Regions from separate parts of the Mus musculus genome. Here region 2 is linked to region 1. A link is a contact called in public promoter capture Hi-C data. All regions are on one chromosome and are shown on one strand. The core of a region is the stretch at or near the end of the contact, and the rest is flanking DNA. Distances in the headings are between cores, read along the strand shown.

Region 1 (3,143 bases), core at 424-2,923:
GCAGCTAAGTCTGGCTGCACCGATCGGTGACCCCGGAGGAAAAGCGCTCCGAGACCGGGTCACGCAGCGGCCTGCGCTCGGTGGAAAGTTGCAGCCTTTCTCCCGCACCTTTTCCCTTCTCCCGGGCCGATCCCGCACTCTGCGCGACCCACCGGTGTCCCCCCGCAAGCCAAGTTTTTCCCTTCCAAAGCTTCCCCCACAACCCCTTCCCGGGGAAGTCCCCGGGCGCAAAAAAGGGGGACAGATCCAGCTCCGCAGTCACTTTCACGCAGAAGACACACAAAAGAGCGCGGGGCTTGCGGGTTGGCCCCGGGACGTAAACAAACGGGGTGGGGGAGGGACCCGCCACACCGGGTAGCCGGTGCCCTGGCCGGGGCGACACCGGTTGACAATCCCTTACGGGAGTAGTGGAAAGAGGAATGGTGGCAGCTGGGCCCAAGGGGAACGATCAAGGAGCAGCCAGGAGCTCCAAGCCACCCGCCGTCTTCACGACAAGGGGCCACCCGCCAGCCTGGCCGTCGCCGCCACCGCCGCCAGCCGCCGGTGGCCGATCTGACCCTCCCCCGGAGCCGGCGGCACCACAGCGCCACCAGCTCCAGCTCCGCCGCGCCGGCGGGGCAGTGGCGGCGGCGGCGGCGGCGGTCCGCGACTCTCTCCTCCAGGAGACAGAGGAAAGAGAGAGAGAGAGAGAGACAGGCGCTTCACCCCCCACCAGCAACTCCCCACAAACTTTCCCCGGGAATACGACGGGGCTGAGCCGGGGGGAAGGAAGGACGTGACTGGCGCGAGGGGGACTAGCGTCCCGCAGCTCCCCTTCTTTGCAGCCCTGCCACCCCTCCAGAGCCACCCCGTGGCGCGTCCCCCTCTTTAGCGCGCGCGAGTTCCCACTGAGCCCCCGTGGGGGGGGGGGACCGCCGCTCCCCCCTCCTCTCCACCAGGGTCCCGCGACAACGACAGCGCGCGGGGTAGGCGGCGGCGGCGGAGAGGACGATGAGGATGATGATGGCGATGATGGTGGGGAGGAAGACACCCTCCGGGGTTGAAGGGGGCAGACACCGGGGGGCAAAGATGTTGGTGGCGGCTGGCGGCTCCGGCGCCATCTTGGGCTGATCGATGAATTGAACAAAGAGGATCAATTTCTGATCAAGCCGAGTGATCAATGAGAGCCGGGGAGCCCGAGGGACTCGCCGCCGACTCGGCCCCGCTCTTCTCCCGGCACCCCCCTCCTGCTTTCCCCCGTCGCCTCAGCACCCCCGCCAGGGCCCTGGCAGCCCGGAGTGTCACCCTCCTTCCTGAGGGAGGCCGCGACCGCCCGCAGCCCTCACCCCCCGGGCGCGAGGCCGAGCGCCGAGAAGCCTGACCTGCAGCTGCTGTAAATCAAAGCGCTTCCAATATTGAAACATCGATCCCACATTGGCCGCCATCTTGAGACATATTGAGACGGAGTGAGAGGCTGATAGAGAGGGGGCTGGAGTTCAGGAGCCGCCAGGAGGCAGCAGGCGGGCGGGCGCCAAAACCCGGCCTGGAGCCGGCCGCCGCCTCAGCCACCGCGGACGCGGACTCCTTCCTCCTCACGGCGCCGCCGCCGCTGCCGCCGCCGCCGCCGCCACCGCCTCAGCCATGGAGTCCGAAGCCTGAGGGAAACGCGGCGGCGGCGGCGGCGGCAGCCTTGACGCGCGCGCGCCGCGCTCTCTCTCCACAGCCCGAGCGCGGGCATCCGGGGCCCTCGCGACCCCTCACCCTTTTTCCCGCGCGCCCCGCCACAAGCCCCCCTCCCAGGCCGCGCTGCGACCCTACGGCGGCCCGGCCTCGAGGGGGCGCTGCGGGGTCTCCTCCGGACCCCGCAGCTCACCTAAAGGGCGCCCTCCCTCCCCAACACCCCCGCCCCCGGGAAGGTCGCGGTCGCCGGTGGCCAGCGCTTTAGGATAAGGTGCCCCTCGCTCTGCGCGCCTGAGGACAGTGGGCTGCGCTGCGGCAGCGGGGCGCGGGCGCTGCGCTCTTTCGCACGGTGCGCGCGGTGGAGCGAGCGGAGCCCACCTGCACAGCCGGCGGTCGGGACCCCACCGGCCAGCCCGCGCGCCGGGGCTGCGGGTGACCTCACTCCGCTCCCCTATGCGCTCCAGCTGGGGGACCTCCAGACCACAGCGGTCGTGAACAGTGTTTCATATTCAAGGAAGTGCAATTGTGTCGTGGTAAAGGGGGCGGAGGGGGTTGACCACCAAGCCTTGGAGCCTGCGGCTGCTGCCGCCGCGACTCCCATTCACGTCCTACACATTCCGTTGCAATCCCCAACTTGCACCGGGACACATCAGCGAGTGGCGACGGCCTCCCCACCCTTCAGAGCCGCTCCAGCGTCCGCCAGGACTGGGGCAAGTCTTGGAGCACAACTCTGTCCCAACCATGCTTCTGCGACACAACCCCAGAAACTTCCTCTGGGGTTCACACAACTCCGCGCCTCCGTCTTTGCAGGCAGAAAGTTTGAGAGCGTGCAGTGCACTTGAAACTGAGCGCTCGTTCCTAAGTTTTGAAGAAGAAAAAAAAAAAAAAACAAAAACGCTCACATTTAAACCGGGAGTGGGGGGAAGGAAGTTCTCTTTACATTTCCTTCTAGACCCAAAGCACGCGTTTCAGGATCGTCATCTTTAATGGATTTATTCACACCAGAGAGTTTGCGTTTACAGTAGGAACACAGTGTTTTCACTTTGCTGCACTTCGGTGAACGTGTAATTAGTTAAGACAAATCCCTAAATTCCTTAATCTTGAAAATTATATGTAAATAACGTCTGTATGGAACACCAAACATGACAGTAGAAAATAATTGCTCTCTGAGCCAAGTTTGAGGGCTTAGCGTTATTCGGTTGCGGTGAGATCGATATTTTTGGAGAACGAGGTTGGAAATGAAAGTCCCCCCGAGATTTAAAGAATACAAGTGTTCCCGGGTCTTGCAACTGCACCCAAAAGCCTCTGTGTCCATGCAGCGGTCGGGACCGGGCTGCACTCCCAAGTCGCAGCCTTTGAGGGGCAGAAGCCACCCGAAGCAGGTGCGTGGGAGCGCGCGGGCGTCAGGAGGCGCAGAGCCAACCTCAAGTCTGGATGCCGTGACGCGGCGCCAGGCGGGACACTGCGGACCTCGGGTGACCGCG
Region 2 (3,143 bases), core at 182-2,681, 2.1 Mb after region 1:
GTGTGTGTGTGTGTGTGTGTGTACATATATGTGTTTGTGTAAGTGTATGCAGACATGTACATGAAGGTGCCCCGAAGGCCAGAAGAGAGCATACGATCCCTTGGAACTGAAGTTACAGATGGTTTTGAGTCACCTGATATGAGTGCTGGATTTGAACTCTGGTCCTCAGGACAGAACTTTAAACGTTCTTAAGCCATTTCTCCAGCCTGTTAGCTCTCTTAGTCAGGTTCCTCCAGCTGTCCTTACTGAGTATTGTAAACTCTGCTGGTTCTGTCAATCAACGACATGCAATTTATCCTTTTACTTTTTTTCCTTGCTATATACTCAGTAAACACATTTATTCAAAACCCCAGATCATTCCCTGGACTACAGAGAAAAGCAGGTTACGAGGACTTGATACTGCTTACAAGTCACTTGACTAACAAAAGGTGCCGAATAGACACTGATCTCCATCTCCTCTTATTAGATGTTGCTGAGCTTACAAAAATATGTATAGAGCAGTCCCTTCTACTTCCTGAGACCAGGAAAGTCATAGCTCTCAAAAGGATTTTGTAGCTGTTCTGAGTGGAGGCAAGCTAGAATCTAAATACGTTTGAAGATCTTGTCCCAATAGCACATAAAAGTCATCAAGTTTTCACTGGTCAGATTATAAAGATATTTTAGGTGCAATGGGTCATTGCAATCAACATCACGTGTATTCATTTATTTCAAGTCAGGGTTTAGATATGCGTCCCAAGGTGCCATAAAACTCATCCTGTAGCCAAGCTGAACTTGAGATTGCGATTTCCCTGACTCTGTCTTTCAAGTGCTAAGGAGTACATACAGGCACGCGCCACCAAGGTTGACTTTGCCTGCAATTTTTAATCTGAATATAAGAAAACTTTTACAAGTCTCTTTCCATTTTGAAGGCAAAGCTAATGAGAGCAGATTTCAGAAATTTTGAGATGATTTTGAAAACGGACATCTTCCCATTTGTTTATTCGACTAAACACATGTACACATACTTAACTCATAATCACATATGACTTTATGTATAGAATTAAAAGCAAATGTGAGCTGTGGTCCAGAGAGGACTTTAGCAGGCTAAAAGCAACGCGTATGGACCTGAAGGCATAAGGTTTTAACAGAGGCTGAAGTCTTTGTGCATATACGCGACAGGACTCGTGGCTACCCCATAGCTGGAGAAGACCGAGGGTCAGGCCTCCTATAGAAGTCCAAACTTGGAGACGTGACAGGAGCCAGAGTCCCCAACAGCTGCAGCTAAGAACCTGTTAACCTGAGCTCCTTCAGCTGTGAGCTGGAGCCAACTACTGTCTTTCAGAGGACAGAGAACCTGAAGCTCTGTCCAATCAGAGGCCCTAGCCTCAAGACGTGCCCAATCAGACACACAAACGGAGGGTAGGGGCGGGCTTTGGCTGTCAACCAGCCTTTGTCTGGGACCCTCCATATTGGAATCACTGTATGCTGCTAGGGAAGCTGTTGCTCAGCTTCGGTGGCGCGGTGACGCTGTAAGTGCTGGGCGATGGTGAGAAGACGCCAGCGGCTCCCAGAAGTGGACATGGTGAGTGTACGTGTGGCGCCCGGAGGTGACAGTGCGGGAAGCGCTGTGGCAGAGCAGGGTCTGCGGTGAGGCCTCCTGGGCAGCTGATCTGGATCCCCTGGGCTGCGGGGTTGCTGGAGCCTGGGCGTCCTGTCCTTCTACCTGAGGGTTCTGGCGCCTTTTCTGAGCAGCTCTGCTCTGGCTGCCTGTTTGCTCCGGATCATGCGTGGCGAGGACTTGGTGGATCATCAGGGGAGAGTCTCTGAATGTGACGGTCATTCACTAAAGGAACTATGTTTTCTAGAATCCCCAGTCCCTTCGTTCTCTCCGTGGCCCACCTAGCCCGAACTTCACAAATGAATGGGAAACAGGGTCGCAAACCCAGAACCTAAGCCAGCTCCACTGCAGTCTACTACCTGTTCTTCCACATCCTCGCCCACACTCCCAACACGAAAATTTCCCCTTTCACCCATTTTGTATGGTCCTGGGCTTACTACAGGTACTCTGCAGAGCAGCTGCACTTTTGAAAGCCTCCCATTTATTCCAAATGATATATTTTCCTTATGGTAATCTCAAACCAATATTTTTTTCAAAAAAAAAAAGTTTTGTTTTCCTCCAGGTACGAGAAAAATTGATTTTTAAGTGTGTTTGTGTGTGTCTGTGTGTGTCTGTGTGTGTCTGAGTGCACCAAATGAGGGCAGTGCCAGAAAATGGCGTGTGATTGATTCCCCTGAAGTGAAGTTACAGCAGGCTGTGAGTTTCCCCATGTGGATGCTGGGAACCAAGCCCCGGGTCCCCTGGAAGAGCAGCAATTGCTCTTAACTGCTGAGCTGTCTCTCTAGTCCTGAGGATGTTTGTGTGTGAAGAGAGTAAAGTAGAGAAGAAACCCCTGAGTCCTTGTTTTAAAAAGACTGTGTCTTCTGTCCTACCCCCCCCCCCCCACTCTAGGCTAGGACAATTTATGAGAATACCTTTGTCTACTTCCCCCATAGGAACTGTGAGATGTCCTCATCCCCACCTCCATGTCTTTTCCAGGTAGTAGGTTTCTGAAGTGCCTGAACCGAAATGCTTATAATCGTCCCGTCTCGGGTCTCTTGGAGTATTTAGCAATACTGAGTAGACCTGAAATGTGGGGTGAACTGTGGAAGAGTGTGATGGAAGTGCCAAGGCCCTATAAGGCTGCCAAGAGGTCCAGTGCTGCTCGTTGTGTGTGTGTGTGTTTTCTACTACATAGTAATTAATTTCTAATTAACTAGTAATTCTATTTTTATCTGTTATACTGATATGTCTGTGTTGCTCTTAACAATACCATCCTTTGATCCATGTACATCCATCGATAGATGACTTTTGTAGCATTGGAACCCTTGGATATTTTATCACAGTATTTGAATTACAAACTGCATGCTAGTGTCGTGTAATGATAGCTGATCTTACTGATCTTATTCTAGGGCACTGGGTCCTCTCCTCATCTAAGAGGATTTTTGAGGTGTGGGGGTGCAGTCTCTCAGGGGAGCACCCAGATGCCCTGCTGCCAGAAGGAAAGTCCTGGTATACTGTCATCTAAAAGAAACTCTGTTGTTCCATTGTTTTGATAATATTTATT

What was found. Promoter capture Hi-C pulls out the DNA fragments that hold promoters and counts their contacts.
Region 2: a promoter capture Hi-C map of liver shows a contact between it and region 1, with 3 times the contacts expected there. The contact joins the promoter of A430033K04Rik here to the promoter of Cux1 in region 1. A contact is called at or near these places in 2 of 39 promoter capture datasets (both in liver).

The regions. Positions count from the first base shown.
Region 1 is chr5:136,565,817-136,568,959 of GRCm38.p6, forward strand. It overlaps Cux1 (cut-like homeobox 1), which reads right to left and starts at 1,674. Exons shown (of 23, transcript NM_001291234.1): 1 at 1,362-1,674. The coding sequence starts at 1,424.
Region 2 is chr5:138,621,428-138,624,570 of GRCm38.p6, forward strand. It overlaps A430033K04Rik (RIKEN cDNA A430033K04 gene), which reads left to right and starts at 1,432. Exons shown (of 4, transcript NM_183025.2): 1 at 1,432-1,561. The coding sequence starts at 1,523.